Linked DNA regions of Mus musculus: all the other regions are linked to region 3. A link is a contact called in public Hi-C and promoter capture Hi-C data. All regions are on one chromosome and are shown on one strand. The core of a region is the stretch at or near the end of the contact, and the rest is flanking DNA. Distances in the headings are between cores, read along the strand shown.

Region 1 (3,763 bases), core at 451-2,950, 170 kb after region 3:
TGTAATTTGTAGGTTGTTTTTGGTAGGTATCCGTTTCACAATCTTAGTTCCACTGATCCATGAGCATGGGAGATCTTTCCATCTTCTGATGTCTTCTTCAGTTTCTTTCTTTGAATTCTTAAGATTTTTATTGTGCAAGTCTTTCACTTCTTTGGTTATCCCTCAAACTCTTTTGAGGCTTTTGAAAGGTATGGTTTCCTTGATTTCTTTCTCAATTTTCTCCACCCTACTTTGTTAGCTGGAGTCAGTGTCTCCAGATTACCACTTTCTTGTTGTTTTTCTCCAAATTCCTTGAAGTCAAGCTCGTTTGTCAAACTTCTCAGGAAATAGAAACAATCTGTGTATGCACGGGGATGTTCGTTATCAAGAACTGGCTTGTGAGCCCAAAGGCAGAGCAGTTCTAATATCCATGCTTACAAACTGAGGATCCAGAATATGAGAGCTGATGGTGAGTCTGAGGAAACCCAAGAGCCTGAGGCCAGGGAGACCTATTGGGGTCTGTACTGGCTGGTTTTGTGTGCCAAGTTGACACAGGCTGGAGTTATCACAGAGAAAGGAGCCTCCTTTGAGGAAATGCCCCCATGGGATCCAGCTGTAAGGCATTTTCTAAATTAGTGATCAAGTGGGAAAGGACCCCTTGTTGGTGGTGCCATCCCTGGGCTGGCAGTCTTGGGTTCTATAAGAAAGCAGGCTAAGCAAGCCAAGGAAGCAAGCCAGAAAGGAACATCCCTCCATGGCCTCTGCATCAGCTCCTGCTTCCTGACCTGCTTGAGTTCCAGTCCTGACTGACTTTGGTGATGAACAGCAATGTGGAAGTATAAGCTGAATAAACCCTTTCCTCCCCAACTTGTGTCTTGGTCATGATGTTTTGTGCAGAAATAGAAACCCTGGGTAAGACAGTGTCAGCTCCAATCCAGAGGCTGAGAGCCTGTGAACATAAACAGGTTCAAGTCCAGTGGCAGCCAGTGTCACAGCTTGTCGGGGCTATGTGGGCCATACACTGACTGGATGGGGCCCATGCTGTGTCTCCACCCTTTAACTCTCTACGCCACCACATCAGTCTACACTTAGATTTTCACGTTATCCAGAAACATCCTCCGTAGGAACAGACCCAGTCAAACTGCCGCCCATCCCGCATCACCCCAAACAAGTTTTGTGTCCACTTACACTGAAAAGGTTATTTTCAGAAGTGGGTCTTCAGAATTTCTAAAACTCATAGAATAAGGGGGATTAAAAGTTGTCTAGTTACACACACAAAAAATGACTCATTAAGCAATAATAAAAGTAGGACTTTCTCTTTTTTCCCCCTCAATTCCTCTTAGTTCTTTGAGAATTTTGTACAAAGTTATATCTGCCCCGTCCCCAGCCTCTCCCATTCTCTTCATCCCCTCTTCCCTCTCCACCTAATTTTGCCCCCCTTTTAGTCCACCAAGTCACTGCAGTTGGCACACCCACATAATCTGGTGGGTGCCCACTGGACCGGGGTGCTTTCACTTAGCAGGGCCCACACCCTTAAAGAAGACGGACTCTTCCGCTCCTAGCAGCCATTAACCGCCAATGGCTCCTCCTCAGGTGTGGGGCTCACACTTATCCCCTTTCCACACTGGCGTTCGGTGGGCTTAGGTTTGTGCAATGCTTGAGACCGCTGCCACAGCCACGGGTGAGCTCATATGTGCAGCTGTCCTGCTGTATCCGGATGGGTCTCTTTCCCTTTCGTTATCCACTGCCTCTGGATCTTACAGTCTCTCTGCCTTTTCTCCAGCAGCGGTTCCGGAGATGTCGCTTTTCAGCTGAGCACACACACACACACACACTCTCTCTCTCTCTCTCTCTCTCTCTCTCTCTCTCTCTCTCTCTCTCTCTCTCTCTCTCTCTCTCTCTCTCTCTCTCTCGCTCGCTCTCCTCACAGCCTGGAGGCTCTGTGGGTCTCGGTGTTAATCGCCGCCGTCTATTGTAAAAGAAGCTTCTCTGTTGAGGGCTGACGGACGCATTGATCTGTGGGTATACGTCATTAGGAGCTGGTTTAATACTGTGACCATTTCGCACTGCCCGCTCCTCCCTAGCCCCTGCATCGTCTCCCCCCACCCCACCACCTCCATAGCCTTTCTCAATTTCAAGCCCATTTTCCAAAGACACCTGAATAAACGGCCACTAGAGGGCAGCACCGGCTGCAGTTTCTCCTGAAACCTCTGAACTTTTCAGTGGGGCCAAGGCTGACAAAGGTTGGCTTCTAATTACCACCATACTCATGGTATACAGAGAGATTTTTCTCTTCTTCAGGAATAGTAGGCAATTGAGAGCTTTGTCATAGAGGCAGCTTTTGAGTCAGAATTCGTCTTGACTTTGATTTGATGGAAATGCCCGCAGAAGGGGGACTGGATATGCTTACTGCTTCCTTCCTCGGGCTGATGACACAGAGCAGCCGTGCGTAGCTCTCAAGAGCAAGCTGCATGCCAGTGTAGGTGTGGCCAGAGCCCCAGCTCAGGAGAGTTCTCATTCCAGAGGAGTATGGAGCCATCATCGACAGGACAGACAAGCTAACCCCAAGGCTGAGGTTACCGCAGACAGAAACAGCCAGGCAAAGCCAAGGCTTGGTCAGATCCTACGTTTGTGGTATCAGCTTTACACAGCGACAGGAGCTGGGGTGCTGATCAGGATGCTCACGTTAATTTGGACCTTGAAGTCTCATTGTTTGGTGCCTGGTAACAACAGCCATGGTAAAAGAAGAAAATATTTGTGATACCAGTGACTCAGCATGTTGTAAAATATTGAGGCTGGCTGGCCAACAAGCAAACAGAACAAACGAACCCCCCACAAATACTCCTCCTCATGAGGCCAGCGTTGATGCTGTAGGGCTTAGTGGGCAAAGGCTTGGTATGCAAGTGTGAGACCCTCAGTTTGGACCCCAGGGACCCATGGAAAGCCCCACACGGTAAGACAATCCAGTAATCCCTCTGCTCCTGTGGATGGAGGCAGATGGCAGCGAATCCCCAGAAATTCACAGGCCAGCTAGCCTGTTGTGTGTAGCGGGAAACAACATGAGACTTGGATTCAGTCAAGGTGAGGCAGTTACCTGCAGCTCTCCTCTGATTGTCACCTGTGCACTGGGCACACGTGTGCCTGCACTCACTCATGAGCACACAAGCATGGGGATAAAAACACAAAAATCCTTAGGGAAGCGGTGTCATAATTACATTGGATATGTTCCCTTCTGTGGCAGGTTCCATCCTGCCTCGAATTGGACAGCGTGCGATTACCAAGTGGGAGGGGTCGCCCAATGTTTCCAAGCCCCAGTCTCTATGTAGCCTGCCCAGAGTCCACTTGGCTTGGCTTCTGAGGCCTCACCCTGTGCTCGAAGCATCCTGTCAGCTTCTTCGTGAACCTGGAACCTGCTAGGCAGAAAGACAAAAGGAAATCCTGAGGTCAGCAGAACAAGCCTGCAGAGTGGTTGATCCACTTTCAGAACACGTGGATGGCTGGCGCTATGCTAACTCCGCATTCCGCTATTTTTTGCCAAAGCCCATGACTCTGTAGACTGCAGCTGAGGGTGTTTTGCAGGCAGATATAGCTTTGAGCTCTTTTGTGAGCTTGGCTCTGACTCCAGGAGGTCTTGATGCACACGAAGATCTGAAGAAGAGGATATGCCAAGAGGAGTTATGCAAGCCTTGCAGAAAGAGTGAGACTTCCTACTTGGAGAGTAGAAGGGAGAGGAGGAAGCACAGTAGGACTACAGCTTCCTGGACTCCCCCAGGAGCGGCCATTT
Region 2 (3,410 bases), core at 621-3,120, 150 kb after region 3:
TTGTTCTAAGTGCTCTGCAGGAAGTGGACACCACCTACCAATTCATAAATCTTTCTTTTTCTCTCTATAAATCAGATTGAGGAGGAGGAGCAGGTCAACCCCAAGGAAGAAGTGACCGAGAAGGGACTTCTTGTGAATGGACAGCCTCTGCCTGTGGACTCACTGCTTCCCGCAACCCATCTGCTCTCAGACGAATTATCTGACCTCAAGTATGATGCAGGAGTGGACGCCTGCTGATGTAACAACCACAGATGCCCTCAGTCCCCATGGTGTGGGAGCCTTAGGGCAGCCTTCCTGGAGGTGAGAAGGGGGCTCTTCGTGTCGTACTCTAGCCACGGAGTCCTGGAAGGATCTCTTGTGCTCCAGAGCTCAGGGAACGGGTCTTTTGGTTTCATCTGGAGCCCCTTTCTCTCTGGCAGGTGCACGCTTCCTCAGGGTCTTTGGCAAAGGTGATTGCAGAGCTAATCCACACACATTCCTCCTTCTTCCTCTCCCCTCCCTCCCTGCATCTGGTCAGCAAACATGACTCTTGATACTTTTTTTTCTCTTCCTGGCTCTCTGTCCGGCCTCTCTTGCTCGCACACCATTTGCTTCCCATTCACCTCTTAGCCAGCAGTACTCAGAGCCAGAGTCGAGTCTGGTGAAGGGCCATGGAATTGTAAGATACTAAGTTGTTGTATGATCCTTAAATGCGGCGATGTTCCGATAAGTAGGGGATCGCGCTAAATTCCCATGTGAACTGTAGGTAACTTGTGTCAGAAACAGAGGAAATGGAGGCATCCTCCTTCCTCCCCCTCCGCGGGCCCAGTCTCCAGCCTCACACAGGGCTTTGAGAGAATCAGTTCCTGCCCCAGTCTGGGGAGAACCACCCTCTAAAGCCTTGCCTTTGAGCTTGTCACCTGCACAGGCGCCCGGCGCAGCTCTGACTGCTTTCAAATGATATCATTTAGGAAGGTCATATGGCTTCAGCCCTGTCCCCCAACCCTCCCAATCACTTCCCTCGCAGCATCCTGGACAAGTCCCCATGCGCACTTGTATAGGTCTAGAAAGAGTGCCAGGAGCGTTTCTGTCTCCAAATCAAAACCCCTCAAATTCCTGAGAGGCCTGATGCTCCAGTGCTTCCCCTGGCTGGCCCTCCGCGGCTATGTCTGTGGCAAGGAGAGGTGAAGGAAAACAGGAAGGGAACTTGGCCTTCTGGAAAGGAAGGCAAAGTGCGTGTGTGTGTGCGTGTGTGTGTTTGCGCGTGCGCGTACGCGTGCGCGTGTGATGTGTGCGTGTGTTAGAGAGTTATCAGTCCAAGATCCCATCCCTGAGTAGGAGGCCTTCCACGGGATGAAGGGGTCTGTGCTCACTGTGGAGGTGGAGTAGCGCGGGGCTGAGTTTCCGTCTCCTCGCTCTGGTCTGCCTCCACAGTCCGTAGCCTCCAGACTCCCGGGGAAGAATGAGCCCGAGCATGGGCTCTTTTTGTTCTAGACCACAGGAGCCAGCCCTCCCCCATGGCGTGGCACTTGCTTGTACCCATCTGTACACTTGCTGTGGGGACAGAGATTGGGCCAGATGGAAGCGCCTCGTACTGCCTTGTACTCGTGTGGACTGCTGTGTGGGTGTTGGCCTTGGGAGTAGCTTGGGGAGAATATGTGCCAGCTCTCAGTTTTCTTGCCCAAGTGCAAATGCTAGAGGCCCTTCCAAGTCCCAGGTTCATTCTTGTCCCCCAAAGGCCTCAACTGCAGGAGGTCGTCATGAACTGCAGGAGGTCGTCATGAAAAGGCCACAACGGTACATGCAACACTTCAGAGTCCCAAAGCCTTCTCAGCAGGGGGCACATGGTGATCGGCTTGGGCCTCTTTTCCCTAGTCAGCCCAGATGGGCGGGGGCGGAGGGTGGAAGGAGAGGAGTTGGATAGATCCATCTCTAGTCAGGCTCCATCTGGGTCGGCCCCACAACTTCAGCTTGCTTTGAGCCCAAACTTTGGTAAGTTATAAACACAAAGAATAGAGAAAGAGAGATAGAGAGAGACACACACAAACACATACACACTACACAGATACATACACACACACATATACCACACACACGCACGCACGCACGCACGCACACGCACACGCACACACACACACACAAACCTTGTCACTCCTCACCCCTCCTAACACTTTTCTCCTTAGGAGGCCAGTGGACGGGAAGGAGGCCATGTCTCTATTCACAAGGAAACCAGGCTCAGGGCCTGACTCAGTGGTTAAAAAATTCTTGCCTTGCAAGCATGAGAGCTAGAGTTCAAATCCCCATGACCCACACGAATGCTGGGTAGGCCTGACAACGTACCTCTAAATCCAAACTGAGAAGCTGGTGACAGGAGATCCCAGAGCAAGCAAGAGTGGCCATATCAGTGAGCTTTGGGACTGACTGGGAAACCCTTCCTCAGTGACTATGGTAGAAGATATAGGACTGACTCCCAATGTCAAACTCAGGGACTCCATGCACATGCACCCCTGTATGCTTGTGCACATACACTTGCACACACACACACACACACACACACACACACACACACACCACACCACACCACACCACACACCACACATCCACATGGAAATGGGGAAAAAGGAAACAAGAGAGTACCAGACTCATGGTTCTTCGAGGATGGGTGCATCCTAGCCAGGACTTAGAAGCCTTTCCCCACCCAGGAAGACCTCACCATTTCTTCCTCCTGTTCCCTCTCTTGTACGTGTGAGCTGCTAATGGGGTGCTTCATTCACCATGGGGCTGTGTGCATGCTCCTCAGAGCCTGTCACGCTCTGGCCTACGGCTCCTACACAGGTGCCCTGAGCGCAGATATCTTCTCAGAGATTCCTCCACGGTCACCAGACTCCATCATTGTCTTCCAGGATCATCTGCTCACTTATTTGTTTAATTCTCGCCCCAATGCTTTGCCTAATGTAAATCCCACGGCGGCCCCACTGATTTATCCTGTCTCCAGTTATCTGGCACTAACAAGAACTCAATAAATACTTGCTGACTGAAAGAATGTTTATTTGCTTTTAAGAATAGTTTTAAAAATAATTTTCAAAAAGTTTGGATCCTTTTGAGGACTCAGAGGCGTCGATTGCAGCTCACTGGGAATTGCTTGTGACCTTGGCAGGAAATGGAAGTGAGGATGGGGAATCCATGAATGTAAATGTAACACCCTCAGCTTAGCCTGGCCTCCAAGGAAGCAGAGGATGGGTCCCATCAGGTTGTTAGCTCGGGAGCTGTTGATTGTAATGCAATGCTCTTGGGACAGGGACAGCAGGATGTCTGATGAAGAGCCACATGGCAATTAACTGATGGAGCTAAGAACCTAGGTGGTGGGCAGGGAGCTTGGGGACAAAAGGAGGGAGACATATTGATCACTTGAGGGGGCTTCTCACTGGATG
Region 3 (3,782 bases), core at 610-3,109:
TCTCCACTGAGGATATGAGGAAGCAAGATCTGATATCCCCTTATGGAGCCCCAAGCAAAACCTCAGGGTGGTCCCTCTTGTCTCTGAGCTCTGTGTAGGAGACCACACACAAACCCATGCCTGTCCCCACTTCTGCTCTATCTAGTCACCATGAGAGTGGCCTGGGAAGATTTCCTATACAGACTGCCAGCTGTCCCCAGCTCAGACTCCCAGGGATCCCCAGAATCCTTGCTAGGGTCACAGAGGCCAAAGAATCTAATGGCCTGTTGTTAGGGGATACAGAAACCCAGCAAGGGGACAGGGGCTGCCCATGGAGGCTCAGCTGAGGTCTCAGAAAAGGCTGCGGCAGGCTTTCAGGCTTCCCGGCTCCACTCTCATCTGGCCTGAGACTTCTGAGGGCAGGTTTGGGGGGGCAGGTTTAGGGTATAGTAATTTCAAAAACTGTCCATGAGCAGGTCCCCTATGCCGAGACAGTCACTCAGCACTGCCAGCAAGTCAGGACCACCCACCTCCACCTCGGACCCTCTTAGGCACCAGCCTGCTCTAGATGCCTACCATTGGGCACATTCAGATCTGATCTCTCCATCCTGAGTCACCCCAGGCTTAGCTGGAGGATGTCCCCATGGGACAAAGTCATTCTACCAAAGCTGCCTCAGGAGGGAAGTTACTCACAGGCTAGCCTGGGCACAACATTGCTTGCTGGGGCCGGTTATGCTAAGACCGTGACCAGCAATAGCTGGGGACTGGGCTTGCCCTGGGCCATGGTTTGGCTCTGGCTGTCCTGGGTCTCTGGCCTTCAGCATTTTTATCTCTTTTTCAGACAGAGTCTCACCCAGTTCAGGTTGGCCTCGGACTTAGCGAGTAGTTGAGGATGACCTTGGACCTCAGACCCTCCTGACACAGATTACAAACATGCAGCATCTTTTCTGGTTTTATTTGGTGGACCCAGGGCTTTGTGCATGCTATGCAAGCACATAACCAGCTGAGCTATGTCCCGGGCTCATAGCTGCATCTGAAAAATCAAAACTTCTGCTTGGCGGTGATGGCGTACACCTTTAATCCCAGCACTCTGGAGGCAGAGGCAGGTGGATCTCTGAGTTCGAGGCCAGCCTGGTCTACGAATCGAGTTCCAGGACAGCCAGGGCTACACTGAGAAATCCTGTCTCAAACAAAACAGAAAACAATCAGAACTCCAGGCCAGAATGATGGGCCAGTGGTACAGGTACGTCCTGTTATTTCTGAGGACCTGTTATTTCCAGTCCTGTTTTTATCATGTGTCATACACATGGTCAAAGAGAAACAATGTACTCTGACCCCTACACTTTCACCACGACACATGGACCCACTCACATGCACACAAAATAAACAAAACTGTAATTTAAAAATTAAAAACAACACAAAGCTCCCGGCTACCAAGTGAAACTACCTCTCGATGATACTAGATCAGAATGAATCTGTTTCTTGGGCCCGCCTGAGGTAGCCACAGCAACTTCTGACCACATACAAACACTTGCTACCTTCTAGAGATAAGTCCTGGTGGCTTTCCTCGCTGAGGGCCTGTACACCTGTACCACATCCTCTCCACACCTTCCCCGCTACCGCTAGACTCCCTCCTGACACCCACGCTGCAAGGTCCAGAGGGCCACGGAGTAGAGCGGTAGCCTAGCCTATAACACAAGAGGGGAGGGTACTCACCAAGGGTCTGGCTGGTGTCTGGGTGCTTTTGGGTGTCTAGCCTTGGGGTCTGTCGCTCTGCCGGGATTCTTTGTTGTCAGTTCTGTTCTGTTCCTGGGTCCCCTGCCTCTCTCTACCTTGGCTCTAGGTCTCCGTTCTCTGCCAACCAGGCAGCTGCCTTTATCTGGCCGGCTAGGGGTGGGTGAGGGTGGGGGCGGGGGAGAGGCTATGTTCGGAGTATTAAGTGGTCCGGTTATTTTTAGGGCTCGTGGAAGTCACTTTTCCATCCTGGGGAATCAGTTACAATTCCTCTGGGCTAGGGAGGGCTAGGGTGGAGGAGGAGTCCCATTCAACCCAAGTCTGCCCGGAGGACTGGGGTGGGTGACTCAGTCCTGGATGGAGACATCTAGGTTATTTTGAGGAGATGAATAGGGGGACACTTGACGTGTGGGTGACCCTGTCCTCTCATCCCGCAGGCCCTCTCTCTCTATGCTGAGCTATTGTTACCACACATGGTCCACCGAGCCCAAAGCCCAGCATCTCCCTGAGTGCAGGACCAGGCTTCTCACTACCAGAGTCACCTTCATGTAAAAGGCTCAACCTCTGTTTCTCTCCGTGCAAAAACAAAGCTGGCCTTGTCTCCCGTCTATTCTTACCCTAGCTCCACAGTCCAGGTCTTTGAAGCTATGAGGGAAGTAAACTTGGGGGTGAGCGAGATTTCTGAAGGAACAGGCCCTTAATTTATCAAAAGATCTGAAGGCTGAATGCATGGTGTCCCAGCCCAGTGATCTGGGTCCATGGCTCCTTCTAGACTCTTCCCTCTGACTCACGGCCCAGACTCTCTGGGAATGGCTGGGAGGACCTACACATGGTAACTGACTGTGGAGTTATTTCTGACCCTGGAGTCATCATCTTCGTGGTCACAGATGGAGTGACAGACTGTGCACCTGTCTCTTCCTCAGTCACACGGAGCCCCGGGGGACCTGGCAGGCTTCGTCACTTACTTGGCGCTAAGGCTGGTGTGGAGAGATGCCACAGAAAATACGGAAGTGGCTTTTGTCCCAGGTGGGTGTAGCAGGAATGGCACCGCCTTTATGTAAACCCTGCGGGCCGCAGAGCCACAAAAGCATCTCCTGCAGGAGGACCTAATTGAGGACTGCCTGAGAGATAGTTGTCTGCTGGTGCAGACAATGCCAGCCAATCAGGTTCTGCTGTTTAGGAGAGACGCTTTCTTGGTACCAATGGGGCATGGGTGGAGGGTATTAAAGGAGCTTAGAGCAGCATAGAGAGAGCTTGCTGCAGCCTTTCTCACCTGTTCTGGAGTCTGTCATTGACTCTGCACCACCTCACCTCCAACCCCCAAGGGCGGGTAGGGTCAGACATCGAGTAGCCCAGGGCACAGGCAACAGGTGGGAAACCAGGCTCCTCCCTGGGTGTGAGTGTCCGGTCTTCCTTCTGAATTACATGTGCCTTCAGATGCCAGGGGTGATGACAGGTGCGTTGTGAACCTTGTCCATGGTGTCAATACCATCCTGCTGTCAGCTTGGGCCTGGGAGGTGCATCTTGGATGCCCTACCCCCCTGTCCTCATCCTCTGCTCCAGAATCCTGGTTGTCCCTGGCAGGGACAGAAGTGGCAGAGCCTCCCTCTCACAGGGTGTCCCAGAGGAAGCAGGAACATCTACAACCAGCAGCGAAGGCCTCCCTGGGTGACTTTGAGCACTGAATGAATTATCACATGAAAATGGCTGTGGAGAGTGCTGACCATGTAGTGTGTGTTATTAAACTGCCCACTCTTTATAAGAAAAACATAGCGTGGGGTGGGGTGATGGCTCAGCTGCTGAAGGCACTGGCCACCAAGGCTGATGACCTGAGTTCAATCCCCAGGGACCCACCTGGTGGACAGAGAGAACCAACCTCTGCCGTTGTCCTGTGGTCTTCAAACAGAAAACTGTTTCTGAAAAAAGATCTAATTAAGTGGGGTATGGTGGTGCACACCTCTACTCCCAGCACATGGGAGGCAGAGACAGTGGTTCTCTGTGAGTTTGAATCCAGTCTGATCTACAGGCCAGCCAGGGCTGCGTAGTGAGATCCCGTCGCCCCCCCCCCC

The links. Promoter capture Hi-C pulls out the DNA fragments that hold promoters and counts their contacts. Hi-C and Micro-C count contacts between places; a contact is called where the count stands out from the background.
Region 1: a contact with region 3 is called in a Hi-C map of Th1 cells, with 4 times the contacts expected there. The contact joins the enhancer-like site here to the promoter of Xirp1 in region 3. A contact is called at or near these places in 7 of 39 promoter capture datasets (the HPC-7 cell line, HPC-7-derived erythroid cells, embryonic stem cells and 4 more), 18 of 484 Hi-C or Micro-C datasets (CD4 T cells, CD8 T cells, the G1E-ER4 cell line and 7 more) and 2 of 9 other capture datasets (embryonic stem cells and pancreatic islet).
Region 2: a contact with region 3 is called in a promoter capture Hi-C map of hippocampal neurons, with 2.7 times the contacts expected there. The contact joins the enhancer-like site here to the promoter of Xirp1 in region 3. A contact is called at or near these places in 9 of 39 promoter capture datasets (the C10 cell line, the HPC-7 cell line, HPC-7-derived erythroid cells and 5 more), 3 of 15 datasets of contacts at CTCF or cohesin (embryonic stem cells, large pre-B cells and pro-B cells), 65 of 484 Hi-C or Micro-C datasets (B cells, the Ba/F3 cell line, CD4 T cells and 32 more), 5 of 115 datasets of contacts at active chromatin or transcription factors (T-cell acute lymphoblastic leukemia, bone marrow-derived dendritic cells, embryonic stem cells and 1 more) and 3 of 9 other capture datasets (embryonic stem cells, liver and pancreatic islet).

Annotation. Positions count from the first base shown.
Region 1 is chr9:120,189,446-120,193,208 of GRCm38.p6, forward strand. No RefSeq gene overlaps it. Among named protein-coding and RNA genes, the nearest start is that of Gm38642, 23 kb to the right of the region's middle. Within about 2 kb of position 1,701, at least 86 of the 459 cell types and tissues checked have an H3K27ac peak or open chromatin away from gene starts, as enhancers often do. A contact at or near this core is called in Th1 cells, hematopoietic stem and progenitor cells, hippocampal neurons and 1 more, where this site is marked.
Region 2 is chr9:120,173,076-120,176,485 of GRCm38.p6, forward strand. It overlaps a transcript of Mobp not described here. Among named protein-coding and RNA genes, the nearest start is that of Mobp, 25 kb to the left of the region's middle. Within about 2 kb of position 1,871, at least 12 of the 459 cell types and tissues checked have an H3K27ac peak or open chromatin away from gene starts, as enhancers often do. A contact at or near this core is called in cerebral cortex and hippocampal neurons, where this site is marked.
Region 3 is chr9:120,021,739-120,025,520 of GRCm38.p6, forward strand. Xirp1 (xin actin-binding repeat containing 1) reads right to left here and starts at 1,860. Exons shown (of 3, transcript NM_011724.3): 1 at 1,696-1,860.